Regions from separate parts of the Mus musculus genome. Here all the other regions are linked to region 2. A link is a contact called in public HiChIP or PLAC-seq data. All regions are on one chromosome and are shown on one strand. The core of a region is the stretch at or near the end of the contact, and the rest is flanking DNA. Distances in the headings are between cores, read along the strand shown.

Region 1 (4,741 bases), core at 761-3,260, 200 kb before region 2:
TCCAACTTTGGCCAGTAAATATCCTATACTCTTGGTACAAATTATTTCATTGACCTTCATATCCTAAGAGACTTGAATAAACATTAATATATCTTTCTAACAGCTCAAAATGGTTATCCAGCCCCTTAAAGTACCTGCCTGAGAAACCAGGAAGAGCTGACTGTAAAATCTAACCAAAGGAGCCCAATAGGCTATGGAACCCTCTTTTATAGCAGTGAGAAAGCTTGCAATTACAAAATCCTCTCTCTTTCTCTTTGAGGAATAATTCTTCTTCCATCTAAAGAAATGTCTCTTAGAAATGCAAACACAGAGACTCAGCAAGAATAATTCTTCTAGCATGTAGAAATATCTCTTTGAAATACAAACATTAAGACTCTGCTGGGCATGCCCCTTGCACGTCACACAACACAACACAAAACACACACCCTTTCCCAGAGTTTGTAATTTTCCCCTTGGCTTATCTGTTTCTCCAGGAAAACGTACAGGTGGTTAAATCCAGGCTTTCATTAAACATACTTTATCATCCTCACTGGAAAATATAGTTATAACATGGACATCAATCAGTCAATTTTACTTAGGGGGAACAGGAGAAATGCTACATCTTTATGTGGTAGTTAATATGGGCAACATCACAGGATCTAGACTAGGGTAACAGCCACACCTCTGGGAATGCCTGTGGGAATTATATAGATTGGGTTACATGAGGTGGGAAAACATTCTAAATGGGTGCCACCATTCCCTGGGCTGGGATCCTGGATGGAACCTGAAGGAGAAGACCAAGAGAGGTCAAGCCTCCATCACTCTCCTCCCAGCTGTGGACTCTACTCACCTAGTCTAGATAACCTAAGCTGCTTCTGTCAAGCATTTTGTTGTGTTAACAGGAGATAACTAACAAGTTGGATGGGCATCCAGTTGTTGATCCATTTACCCCAGCTTCTCCCTCCAGTATCAACTTCAACCAAAGCTTTCTAAATGAAAATGCCAAGTCAAACAGCTGGGTTGCTGTTGTTTTTCTATCCATGTTCCCTTTAGAGTCTTTCTGCTTAGTCTGCTAGTTCTACACATCTGAGTAGTACTTCAGTGCAGATTCAAAGCTATTGCAAAAGGAACAGGTGATAGGGGCTGATCCCAGTCTCGCAACTTATGGCGAGCCCCAGGTCTGGCACGAGCTGGCCTCAGCCTCGGGAAAGAAAAAAAAATCCTTTGTGTTTCCGTTTCATCATTTGTGAAATATTACAATTATAGTGTGTCCTTTTATAGGCCTTGTAGAGTTAAATTAAACGACAGTCTCAACGTGATATTCTCTTGTTAGCACAACCAGGTCTGTGAAACCCTCTGCACGCTAACATTTTCAACTTCATCTCCACAAAGAGGCATGATGAGATCTGAAGCTAACTTTCTTGGGTCCAAGAATTCACCCCGCAATTAGTGTCAGCACCGGGCATCCGCTCCCCCCTCCACAGAAGAGGGAGATGAGGTGGAGGTCTCGGTGAGAACTTTGCCTCTCCAGAGCCTTGGACAGGGCTGCTGTCTGCGTCTCCCCACCCGGCACTTTGGGGATTCACTGGCTAGAAATGAAACTGGGAACCTAAAATCTGGGTATCTATCGGTTATCTCAACCGGGATGCATTCTTCTTGTCTGTCCCCTTGGAGGAATGCTAAGCCTGGAAAACAAAACAAAAAACCTGGGACCTATTGTCTTCAGCTGTATAGAACAGGAGTCAATGACCAGTGGACATGAACAAAGGGTCCTAGGCCGAACCCTAACCCCTGCGGACCACCCTCAGGGTTCCTACTTGGATTTCTGCAGTAGCCTCAGATTCCTGCGCAACTGGCCTGAAGCCCATAGCGCCTGCGCTTGGAGAAACACGCTCCTTAATACTAGCGAATCTGCGGGCGCCCTAAAGCCACTGCGCCTGCGTATCAAGTGGTGCCTTTCAAGATGGCGCTTCCGTTCCGAGCGGTGCATTTCGGGACTTGTAGTTTTCACGACGGGATTGTGGGAGTCGTGGTTTGTGAGCAGCAAGCGAGGAGGCCCCGCCGCCCTGAGTGTAAGTGTGTGAGTCTTTGGGGCTCTGGGGAATCCCTTGGTCATCCCGCGTTCTTGTTTCTCCCATGATGACACTTGCTGCCTACGGCTACATAGCCCTTGGGAACTCTAATAGTCTTGTCGCCTTGTTTTGGTGACGCAGGAAGGGAGCGATGATAACTCCTGGCCTTCTACCCACCCCCCACCCCCGTGGAGGCAATGCCTGGGGGCGAGAACCTGGGACTGGGCACTCCCAAGTATCCAGGGATAGCAAATCCCCGTTTGATCCTGTGGTGCCCCAGATCGCAAAGGCGCCAAAGTTGCTTAAACAAGGCGTGTCGTTTCATCTAGTAGGGAAGTGCACCATAACTCACAGGCTCCCCAAAGCCTTGAAATTTGGAATCTGGCCACCCACCCGGATAAGGTGCTTCTGGGTTTCTTGAAAACCAAGGCCTGTGCTGAGTGGGCTAAGTGAGGTCCAGGGGTCATGGCGATTTGAACCTACCGATACTTTAAATGGTTGGCTGAGGAATTGGAGTGAAAGGGGTAGAGACTGGGAGTGAAAACGGCTTCAGACAGTTGACACAAGCTGCTAGGATAGGTGAGTGCATTATATGCTGAGATAGGTGCACCCTCGACTCTGTTAGCCTCGCCAAGGAGCACACGGAGCTTGTGAGCAGACTATTGTCCACGTCGTTTAAATTGGTATAATCAAAGTGAGTGAATGTCTTCTTTGTTTCTAGAATAAAACCTGGCAGGATACTTTGCAATAAAGATCAAAACTACAAACAGTTTTATTTTCTGTCGTTAAGGGTTAAGCCTGGACAGCTCCCTGCATTTCATATATTTTAATGGCCTCCAGCTGTCCTTACCCCAGTGGCTTTGGCTCACCCTCTGCTGCCAGCTGCTGCTTGCTTCTGAATGGCACCAGGAGTCCGTGATATCAGAGCAGACAGCTCACTGCTATGTTTAGCTTTCTTGGTTATCCCCATTTGCAGAAAGCTTGCAAGCTGCCTTGAAATTTAAAGTAGTGGGTGAAAATGAACCTGGCTGCTCTGGGCCCTTCGCTCTCCTCTACCCACCCCACCCACTCCATAGCAGTACAGATTCCCCTTTGCTTTTACTTTTTCCTCCTTCTCTTCCTCTTCTCTTTTTCTTCTCTTTCTCCTTCCTTGGCAGGATTCTGTGCATCTGAGATTGGCCTCCAGCTCAGTCTTTCTCTGTAGCCTTAGATGACCTTGAACTCCCATCCCTTGACCTCCACCTCCCAAGTGCTAGGGTTACAGGCTTGTACCACCAAGGTTGGGTTGTGAGTTACTTGGGCTGAACCGAGAGCTTTGCGTTAGCACTCTGGCTCAGCCACGCCCACAGCCCCCTGCTTCCTTCTCAGAGATCTTACCTCTTAACACTCAGATTGCTAGTCTTTTTGGCATCATGTCCTGTGACATTAGACAGAGCAGAGAGTTGTGAATTCCAGAGTGGGAGACTTACTCCTTGGACGCTGATATCCCAAGAGCGCTTTGGCTCAGGAGCCACATGGCTTTCCCAGGTCACATGCTCAGCCCTTACTGCCACCTGGAGTAGAGTCCTGTCCTCCTTCTTCTTGCCCTTATTCTTTATCCCATGCCTGGCATCTTGTCCAGACTACATCCTGCCCTATTGCTGTTTGTTATCTGAGGACCATTAGCAAAGGAGAGACATTATCAAGACAATAATGCTTGCTGTGTGTTACTCATGCTTCTTAGCGATTACTGGCCAACTTCTGAAGGAGAATTTACTGATGAAGGAGGCTTTGAGAGGCCAAGGTCACATTGCTGCTAAGTGCAATGTGTTTGCCAGACCTCCAGACCCCGGGGTATTTTCTTTCATTTATTTCCTCTTGTCAGCATCTTGGGCCCATTTGTTTCCCTTGACCTTGGGAGTCAGTATCCTGGGCATATCAATTCACAGAGGTGACTTGTGGGAAACAGTTAAATCGTCTACCATATAATATGTATACAACTCAATTAAGAAGGAATTATAAAAATAAAAAAAATATTTTGTTTTAATATACAGTATGGCTAATCCCTAAGATTACTAGACGTTCAAGGTGTAAATTCCAGCAGCAGGTTATAACATGCAAAGAGCTCATTTTTCCAACATAGGTTGGAATCTGCTGCTATTTAAAGGCAAACACTTGCAGGTAGTGGGCACCTTCAACCACCGCTATCGCATTTAAATAGGGCTTTGGATTATACACTTCTTGGTTTATCTGACTTTGCACAAGTCAAAGGCAAAGCTTGGTTATCTTGTGCCAATAGCTAGCTGGTTTTCAAAGTTCTGTAACCTTGAAATAGACTGAGAACTGAATTTTATATATTAGATACTTTTACAACTGGAAATGTTTTTCTACGCCATCTCCCATGAGCTTTACTTAAGGAAACCCATTCTAAAGGTGTGTGGAATTTCCCGTTGCATTTCTAATTCTAGTCTTAAGTTATTATGAAGGAAGTGAGTTTGAAGCAGTCCATCTGTACCCAGGTGACTTGCTGAGGCTGAAGCTCCCAGACCTGGCTGACTGGATGTAAGATAGGCAAGGGGAAGGGAAACCTGGGGGGTCTGCTTGATTGAGCTACACAGTGCTTTCCCAGTAAAGCAAGCCAGGATCTCCCCCACACCCATGTGGAGCTGCATGCACACACCTCTTTAAACAGAGGCTTGTGGGCACTCCAA
Region 2 (4,281 bases), core at 945-3,444:
TCTATTCAAAGCTATGGCTTTCTTCTTGTTCTTTCTAGGTAGAGTTCAGCCTCAGAGAAATGTGATGTGGATATGGGTGTCCATCTGTCCTGTTGTCTCGGTTCCATGCTTCTCCAAGTGATTAATAAGGGCTGGAAATTTATTGCTCACAGTTTTAGGGTCTGGGAATGGCAATAGCAAAGCATTAGCATCTCAAAAATGCTTTCTTGATGCACTGTCCTGTGGTATAGATGGGTGCTTCGGATACAGCAACAAAAGTCAGGAAGGCAAGAAAGGAAAAGGAGAGAGACACCCAGAGACAGAGAGAGACACCCAGGGACAGAGGGAGACAGAGAGATAGACAGAGACAGAGAGAAAGGAAGGGAGCAGGCAGACAGACAAATAGGTAGGCAGGCAGGCAGGCACCCATACATTCATGTACAGTTTCTCTCTCTCTCTCTCTCTCTCTCTCTCTCTCTCTCTCTCTCTCTTTTTCTCTCTCTCTCTCAATACACCCCCAAAGTCCACACATGGACTTTTCAGGGACACGTTCAAACCACAGCTTTAGTTATCCATCAGGGATGAGCAATGGGGATACAAAGGAAGAATTCAACATGCATCCCTCTCTTGTCAAGATAACAGGATCCTCTGTGGGTGTGGTGGCTAAAAGCAGTAAGAGCCTGAGAAGTCAAACTGAAATCCCCACGGCTCCATCATTCTTAGGCAACGCCTTCCCGGGTGCTTGCTCAGCATCCTTGGAGGTCTTGAGTTCAGTCTCCAGCATTTTATCGAGACGTGACGAGGTGATGTAATCTCAGCAAAGGCAGGGTCAAAGTTCAAGATCATCCTGTGTTATATTGTATGCTCTGGGCCAGCCTGGGCTACATGAGACTTCGCCTCAAACAAAACAAAAACAAAACAAAACAAAACAAAACACCCAACCAATTTAAATTATGTTGAGATATTATCTGTCTATGAAAAAAATTCAAATCTTTTATTGTGAAAGGATGTTGAATGTTATCAAGTGCCTTGTCTGTACCTACTGAGATGAACACATTTTGTTTCAAAAAAAAGATTTATTTATTTTTTAATCATCTGTATATATGTTATTCTTGCAGGGGTTTGTGCATGTGAGTGCAGGTGCCATTTGAAGCCAGAAGAGGGCGTTGGATCCTCAGAACTGGAGGAAGTTGTGAGCTACCTGATGTGGGTGCAGTACACACTCTTAATTCCAGAACCATTTCTCCAGCCTGCATGTGATTTTTAAAGTCATACATTCTGTTGTTTTGACGCATTGCGCCTATAGATTTGCATGTGTTGAGCCACCACTGCAACCTCCAACCTCCAACTTGATAGCCGTGGATGATCTTTTTGATATGCTGTTGTATTCAAACCCTTGGTGTTTTGTTAATAATGTTTGCATCTATACTCATCAGCAATATTGGTCTAGAGTTGGTGTGTCCTTTGATAAGGGGGAAATGCTGGCCTCACAGTTTGGGGTGGGAGGTCCTCTCTCTATCAATTCAGTGGAATAGTTTTGAAAACTTCTCTGAAAGAAGTTTTTGACGGGTGATAGTGGGGGACTCCTGGCCCAGTTAATTCTATAACTTCCTTTTTTCCCATCCCGAATTTTCTTCCCCCACCTTCAACCCCCAACGCCCTAACCACGATATTGAGACCCAAGCACTGGACATGAGTAAGGAAATCTGAGTCCGAGGGATGCACAGATTCTTAGGGTCTTCAGGGGCTGGAGAAGGAGAGGTATCCGTCTGGTTCTCCTCCCCTCCCCCCACCACCTCAACAAGCACGCCAGGCTATTGTCCCTTCCATCTTTAGGTTCCTGGAACTCACAGAAATGGGAGGGCAGCCATTCCTCCCTTTGGGGTTAATACCTTTTCTGTGGAACCTGAGGCAGGGATGGGATGGGTCTATTCCACTCAGCATCAGAGTCGCCTTCATGGTGAAGTGAGGTAAGGTGGGAATCCAATACTGAAGTATGTGACCGTGATTTAAATGGCTCTGAAACTTGAAGCTGTTCCAGAAAACGCTAAAGTGGCCAGTAAAATCAGTCTTTTCATTAAAATCCACAAAAGCCGCAGAAAGGCTGTCATTGGCTAGCTTCCCAGGCCACCCAAAGTGGCTAGGAGGTGGGGAAGACAAACCCCGCCCAAGCCCTAAGAGGGGAGAACTGGCTCTGAGAATTTCTGGTCAACCCTTGAGACCGCAGGGAACCAGCCCATCTCTTCCAAAGACTTCAAGAGGCAAGCTGAGTTCTTTAGCCCCACACCCTGGCCTGCACAGAAGGATTGGGGTCCGGGCGCGAATTTAGGAGAAACAGGAACTCTTGAGGAAGAACCCAAAGACCTTAAGACAGGGAAAAGGGACATAGAGTCTTGGGGCCCTCTAGATTTTGCATCAAGCGAAACCTTCGCTTCTAGAACCGCGAGTGGGGTGTCCTCCCGGAGGGGGCACGTCAGCCCCTGCCCCTCACCCTGAGCAGCGTCGAGGAAGGGTGTTTTACCATGGCTGAGGCCACGGAGCCCAAGGAGGTCGCTCCAGGTTCCCAGGGGCAACCCGAAGGTGCGACAATCGAGGGACCAGGAGAGCCAGGAGCTGCGGACCTGGAGGGGCGGGAAGCGAGCGAGGAAGCTGCAGAGGCACCTAGGGACCTGGGGGCGGGCGTAGAGGCCAGGGCCTCGGGGAAGGAGGAAGGAGGCTGTGGGCAGGACGAGGGAACTGGGGGAGCGCAGGCGCAGGACCCGCGCACCGGCCCTGAGGCCGAGACGCCGGGCGCCAGCGGAGCTCCAGGTGAAGCGGAGGCTGCGGAGCGCGACCCCGAGGGCGCGATCCCGCAGGGAGCGGAGGAGGCGCCAAGCGCCCAGCAGGTGCAGGGGATGAGCTCTGGGTTAGACTCTCAGGGTGAGGCCCCCGAGGTCCCTGGGGACTCTCGCCGGGAGCCCGAGGACCCCACGGCCTCAGAGGCAGGGGAAGAGGCAGAATCTGGTCAGGAAGCGCAGGGAGGCGGCGCGCTAGGGTTGCAGATCAACCCAGAAGTCCAGGGACTTGCAGGGGACAACATGGACACAGAGGCACCCGCAGGAGGGCCACTTGGGTCGGAGAGTGAGCCCCAGGGTGGAGGGGAAAGCAGCCCTCAGCCCCAGGATGAGGCGATTGAGATTGTAACCACAGAGATCGGAGGGAACGAGTCCGGGGAGCTGGCGGGCGCTTCGGCCGCAGACGCCGCGGGGGAAGGGGAGACCCTGGGGAAAGACGGGTCCGAGGAAGCAGCTTCCGAGGATGCGAGAGTAGATGCTCATGAGAATGGGGACCAGGGCAAGCTCCAGGAGGAGACCGGGGAGGAAGAAGCGAGGCCAGAACCCGAGTTGAAGGGACCCTGCGAGGGGGCCATCCAAGAGAAGCCCCCCGACGGCAGCCTTGATGGAGAGGAGGCCAAATCCACCGAACACGAGGAGGAATCCCAGGCAGAGCTCAGCAACCACTTAGCTGAGGAGCCCAGCGTCCAGGGTGGAGAAGAGTTGGGGCGAGTGAACGGCCGCAGGGAGAATGGCCCAGCATTGGAGGAGGGGGATCCGGGACAGGAGCACGACATCACCCTCTTCGTCAAGGTAAATCTTGCGCCCCCAGGGCCTACCCACAGAACCAAAACCGTACTCAAGTGCTTCAATCAGTCAGAAGGAACAGCTAGGGTTTCAGGAGAGTCAGGGCTGTGAATGAGGGTTAGTGGTTTGCCTAACTCGTATGAGGGGCCATCCCCAGCATCTCAAGAGTCAGTAGCATGAACCATGTAAGGTTTGGAAGTCAGGGGTGTGTGTGTGTGTGTGTGTGTGTGGTTGGTGACACTCCACTATCCCTTGTCCTGAACATCCTAACTGGCCCTTCTATTCCTAAGAATTAGGAAGAAAACAAAAAAAGTGACCAGCCTTATTAGTATTCAAAAGGTTTCAGCTAAAGAAGGCTTTAATCCTTGGAGTGAAAAAATGTGAACAGGTAGGTTCAACATGAGAATTCCCAGACTTAACTCCCAGAGGCCCAGAGCTGCCCAGCATTTTCAGGTGAAAAAACAAAACAAAACAAAACAAAACAAAACCTCGTCCAGGGGACACTGGGAAGTCTCCTATACACTGTCTTGTTTATTGAACATTTTAAGGTTTACTTTGGCAGATTTCAGGATGCAGGAGACTTGGACATCGTTTGTCTGAGTAATATGTTTCTGGTCTCCCTTTCCGTCAGGAAGAAAGCCATGATTTCATTTTTGAAAGAGTCTGTAGACACATAAGGAGG
Region 3 (4,644 bases), core at 1,165-3,664, 190 kb after region 2:
CAAATATGAAGGAGCCCAGACTGTGACGGGATAAATATTATGTCTGGGGGCGGGGAGGGGGGGGAGGAAGATGGGGGAGTGGGGTGGGGGTGGGGACATCAACAGTGAGAGTCCAGGAAGGAATTTCACTTCAGAAAAGCACAAACTGGGCAAGTTCTGAGCTGCCAGGATGTCAGCGTAAACAGCAGATTCCACTAAGAAAGGAGACCTGTTCCTGGCAAGCAGCAGACTACTGGTCTTCTGGGGATGTGCGTGCATGTCACTGCAGCCAGGACTGACAGTCACTAGGGAAGAGACTGCTCTGCCAATGGTGGCTTCGCTCCCACACAGACGATTACATCCAGCCATATGCCTAGTGGTCCACCGGATGCCTGCCCTGGCCTTTTAAATTGCTATACCTTCCTACCCTCTACCAACCAGGTCCTGAGTCTACAGATATCACCGCCATCCACACAACAGAGAAGCACAGGAAAATGTCAACCTTGTGGGTCCTCATGTATATTTATCTTCTGAGTATGGGCTGTGTTTAAGACTTGGCATTGAACTGACCCTCAGCAGTCCAAGACACGTTCCAGATTCGCACGTTTTAGTATCTGCACGTCCCAGGAAGATCCATAAACAATCCCGAAACTAAGCTGCACTATAGAAATCTGGGCCCGTGTGCATTTTTTTTTTTTTTTTGGACCTTAGGAAATCTTTGGGGGGATTTTCAGAATTATCTATGACAGCTTCCAGAGATTTAAAGAATCACCAACTTGGAACAAGTGAGCATTGGCTCTGGTCTCCCTCCTCACATTTGCCACACGGCTGTTGTCATGTTTGGTAGTTGCGTGATCTGTTTCCCTGTGACAGGCATCGTTAAAGCTAAGTTCACTGATGGATCAAGTCTTCGGCAGCTGGTGAAACACCCCAGCAGGAAATGGGTGTTTGCAGATGTCACTGCCAAGGTTTCTTAAATGTTTGTCACCTCACACCCCAGCTCATGGGAGCAAGTTACAGACCGAGAAAAAGGCTCAGCTAATTGACCTCCCTCATGAAAGAGATCTCTTTTTGACCCTGAACTCGGAGATGACTGATAATCTCAGGCCCTGTGACTAAAGCATGCATTGTTCTGGGCAGCCTCCTGAGCGCCCTCCTAATCTCTGGACTTCAGAGAGGGTCTCCCAAGATCCCGTCTGATTTTCACCCCACCCTAAACTCCCAACCGGGAGCAGCTATCTCTCCTTCCTTTGTAGAGCCCCACAGATAATCAACATGCAGATTGGGAATCAAAGGGAGAAACATTCCTATGAGGAGATACACCCGAGCTGATCTAAAGGAGAGCAGGCGGAAGCCATGGTCATGGAGGAAGCAGGCAGGAGCTTCCTCTGCCTTCACCAGGTTTTCACAGGGGCCAGCAGGCAGCCAGGGCTTAGAAGCCAGACAGGCAGGTTTTCCCAGTCACAGGCTGAACCTGAGGTTAGAGCTGAGCATCAGCCAGCTCCCAGACAGATCCATTTCTTGGAACAGAGAAAAATCCTTCCTTGGTTAACTGGCAGTTTCTGTGAGGGTCACAATCCTCAAAATCTGGCATCTGGTAACAAGAAAGGAGGGTGTCCATTCATGTCATCTCTACCCTTTATCCCACACGGAGTACCCAGGCCCCTCCGAGAAGCCATCACTGACAGAATCCCAAACTGACCTTACGGAATGTGGATGTGTTGGAAGGCCAGGACCTTCTGGGCCAGTGTGTGGCCTCTGAGGGCATATTTTTAGGCACATTTAAAAAAATGAAAAATGAAATAGTCGGGTCTTAAGATCGTTCCATAAAGCATAATGCAACTTTTAAAGGATAAGGTTCAACCAGGGAGATTAGGGCTAATTGTGAGAATTAGTGAGAGTCATTTCTTCAGTTTCTAATGGGAAGCAAATCGCAAGAGAGAAGGAGAGAAAGAGAGTGAGAGAGGGTGGGGTGGGCTGGGCTGGGGAATATCCAGCAGGCTTTGATGGCATGAAAAATCAAAATAAAATCATATTTTGTGACTACAAAGTGAAATTATGAGATAAAACCATGTTTATTACACCGACAGCTCACTTGTCTTGGTATTGACATGAAAAATTTAAACCATAAAAACTCAAGACCAACATTATATATAGAAACCATAACTGGGTCAAGTGGTCAATTAGTCCTCCTGAGTTTTAATTACTCGTTACCCCTCATGAAGAGGAGAGCCTGCTCAAGTCAAATATAATCCAATTTTTTGCATCTGATTAATTTTTTTCATTCCAGGGTATGGGAAACCAGCCTCGCCTTGGGTGCTGCTGTTTTCCTGGGGGGGGGGGGCGGTTATGCAAACTCAAGTGCACACTGGCACGAATCAGACAGCAGAGTGCAAACACTCCACGCCTTGGGGAAACAGTCCATTGTTCCTCAGGTAAACACCAGCACCTCTTAGTCACCCACTCAAAACAGAAATGGCCAAAGAGGGATAGGCGACCAGCACATAGCACCACCAAGGTAGGCAGGCACGCTGCTTTCAGAACCCCACTCTTGATCATCATCAACTGGCTGCCACGGTCGTCACAAAGCCACCATGCAACTCCCTACGGGAAAATGTCACTGGAATAGTCCATTAAATAGTCTTCGAAACTTCCATAGCCAAACATGACAAAAAGACCCACTTAGACGCCTAGGAGTATGGGGACATGTTCTCTGGCAACCCAGCTAGATCCTACGAACTAAGCTTATTGCTAGGCAGGTGGGCGTGGGCCTGGCTGTTGGGGTCTTCCTTTCTTCTTGGCTTCCCACCCGCTCGGCCAGCGACTCATCTGAAACCTCCCTGATATTTTCTAAACACATGCCTCTGAACCGTAATGCGAATTCCATTTGCTGAAAGGCAGACTTTCAATATTCCAAGTGGATCCACTTAAGGGCGCAGGCTCTCCCAGGCCTTCGATAAGTGGGTAGACTCTTCTTTCAATCACCCTATTATTAGCACAGTAGCGCGAACACATATTTTCAATAACATTATATGTTCTCTACATTTTTTTCTCCAGCTGTGACATCATTCTGAAAATGCCCTGGGCATCTGGGGGCAGGGGTAGGGGAGCAAACACAGAAGTCCAGGCTCACACTCTCAACTCTCTCCTCTTTCCCACTATGAACACGGAATTTCCACTGTTCTGAACGCCTTCAGAATCAGTAGTAACAATCCCTTTGCTTGACATTTCTTGTCTGTTGCCAGTCTACCTGCTTTGTTTTGCTTGCTTGGTGCTGGGGATCAAACTAAAGGCCTTTCACACGGAAGGCTCTACCACTGAGCGATGGACACGACTAGCCCCTCCCTGTGTCTTCCCCTCTCTGAGAACTGATCGTATGACTTAGATATATGTCATTCCGCTTTGATTAAGCTAGAGATATCATTTACGGCTAAGATCGTTCAATTCTACATTACAAAGGTGAGGGTTTAAGCGAAGACCTTGCTCCTAGACTCTCACACGGCCTGCTGATGTTTGTAAAATGTGCCGTAGCTCCTTGAAATGAAGAGAGAACACATACCTCGGAAGATAACTGGAAAGCAGACAAGCCTACAGTGAGAGCAGGTCCTCTTTCTACTCCAATAGTTTAATAACTGGTTAAAGGTGAGGCATAATAACTGCATGTCCAGCTGGGCTAAGGAAATAATTTGGTCTCTCACATGAGCAGTATCTAAATGTTAAGTGAGCCTGGCTTCTCCCACCAAACCATACACAAAGAATGCATAGTGAAGGTCACACTGCTCTCAGATGTACCAGTAAGAGTCCATTTTTTTTAATCCTAGGAATATAAGCTTACTTAAAACTATATCAATAAGGGTTCCCCCAAAATTATTGATGTGACCAACTGAAACCCTGTCGCATGTTCGAGGGAGCGTAAGTACCATATGATAAAGGCTCATGGCTTTGATTATCCCATAGTGACCACCCATTATACAATCTCAGTCCTCATTCTGGGGTGGTTCGCTCACTTATCTCAGTTTAGGAAAACGGTGGAATGTTTTATTGAACTTCACAATTCACGCATCACACACTGTGCGTTCCAAGTCCATCACACGCTGTGCGTTCCAAGTCAGTTGTAAGCCAATTTAGTCATCAAAACGTGATAATATCCAGTTGTTAGGTATCAAATAAACATTACCTTAAATAAATATCATTATGCTGCATCAATAATAAGAAACGGCTACTATTTGGAAAACCCGGGTTCGAATTTCACACCCATCCGTGACAGATACGCACCTCTACCGCTCCGCCCGACAAACCTGAGGTCGTTGAATCTCGCTACCTGGTTCTTCATGGCCGCGGTAGCATTTCTCAGTTCTGCCGAGTAGTTTTCATCGTTGCCTGCCATGACGGTGACCAGAGTGCCATCCGGGACGTCCCCCAGTGCCACCACCTAGACGTCAACCAAGGGACAAATGCAGACATCAGTGCTGTCACAGGCACCTGGCTGTGTCATTTGTCTGGCAATTGCGCTGATGTTAAACTTAATGCTTAATGGTGACACTTTCTAGTTTATAGAAGAGCCGTCCGTCATCATTTGATCATCGTGACAGAAACAGCTTGCTGTGAGTCCTGCGATGCAGAGACAGGTGTGGATTTTCAAATAAGGAAGACACAGAGATTAAA

The links. HiChIP or PLAC-seq counts read pairs in DNA pulled down with a chosen protein or histone mark.
Region 1: a contact with region 2 is called in an H3K4me3 HiChIP or PLAC-seq map of embryonic stem cells, with 18 read pairs. The contact joins the promoter of Smim11 here to the promoter of Clic6 in region 2. A contact is called at or near these places in 13 of 39 promoter capture datasets (the HPC-7 cell line, HPC-7-derived erythroid cells, embryonic stem cells and 6 more), 5 of 15 datasets of contacts at CTCF or cohesin (the G1E-ER4 cell line, the NIH/3T3 cell line and embryonic stem cells), 27 of 484 Hi-C or Micro-C datasets (B cells, the G1E-ER4 cell line, the HL-1 cell line and 8 more), 12 of 115 datasets of contacts at active chromatin or transcription factors (differentiating embryonic stem cells, double positive thymocytes, embryonic basal ganglia and 6 more) and 4 of 9 other capture datasets (adipose tissue, embryonic stem cells, liver and 1 more).
Region 3: a contact with region 2 is called in an HNF4G HiChIP or PLAC-seq map of pancreatic cancer cells. The contact joins the enhancer-like site here to the promoter of Clic6 in region 2. A contact is called at or near these places in 1 of 39 promoter capture datasets (stem cell-derived epiblast-like cells), 4 of 484 Hi-C or Micro-C datasets (ECoMG myeloid progenitors, embryonic stem cells and extraembryonic endoderm stem cells), 7 of 115 datasets of contacts at active chromatin or transcription factors (differentiating embryonic stem cells, embryonic fibroblasts, embryonic stem cells and 4 more) and 3 of 9 other capture datasets (adipose tissue, embryonic stem cells and pancreatic islet).

Annotation. Positions count from the first base shown.
Region 1 is chr16:92,299,293-92,304,033 of GRCm38.p6, forward strand. Smim11 (small integral membrane protein 11) reads left to right here and starts at 2,011. Exons shown (of 4, transcript NM_138743.2): 1 at 2,011-2,051.
Region 2 is chr16:92,495,953-92,500,233 of GRCm38.p6, forward strand. It overlaps Clic6 (chloride intracellular channel 6), which reads left to right and starts at 2,195. Exons shown (of 6, transcript NM_172469.3): 1 at 2,195-3,605. The coding sequence starts at 2,502. 2410124H12Rik (RIKEN cDNA 2410124H12 gene) reads left to right here. Exons shown (of 3, transcript NR_165041.1): 3 at 1,098-1,418.
Region 3 is chr16:92,684,722-92,689,365 of GRCm38.p6, forward strand. It overlaps Runx1 (runt related transcription factor 1), which reads right to left. Exons shown (of 8, transcript NM_001111021.2): 4 at 4,255-4,411. Among named protein-coding and RNA genes, the nearest start is that of Gm30281, 75 kb to the right of the region's middle. Within about 2 kb of position 2,415, at least 28 of the 459 cell types and tissues checked have an H3K27ac peak or open chromatin away from gene starts, as enhancers often do. A contact at or near this core is called in pancreatic cancer cells, where this site is marked.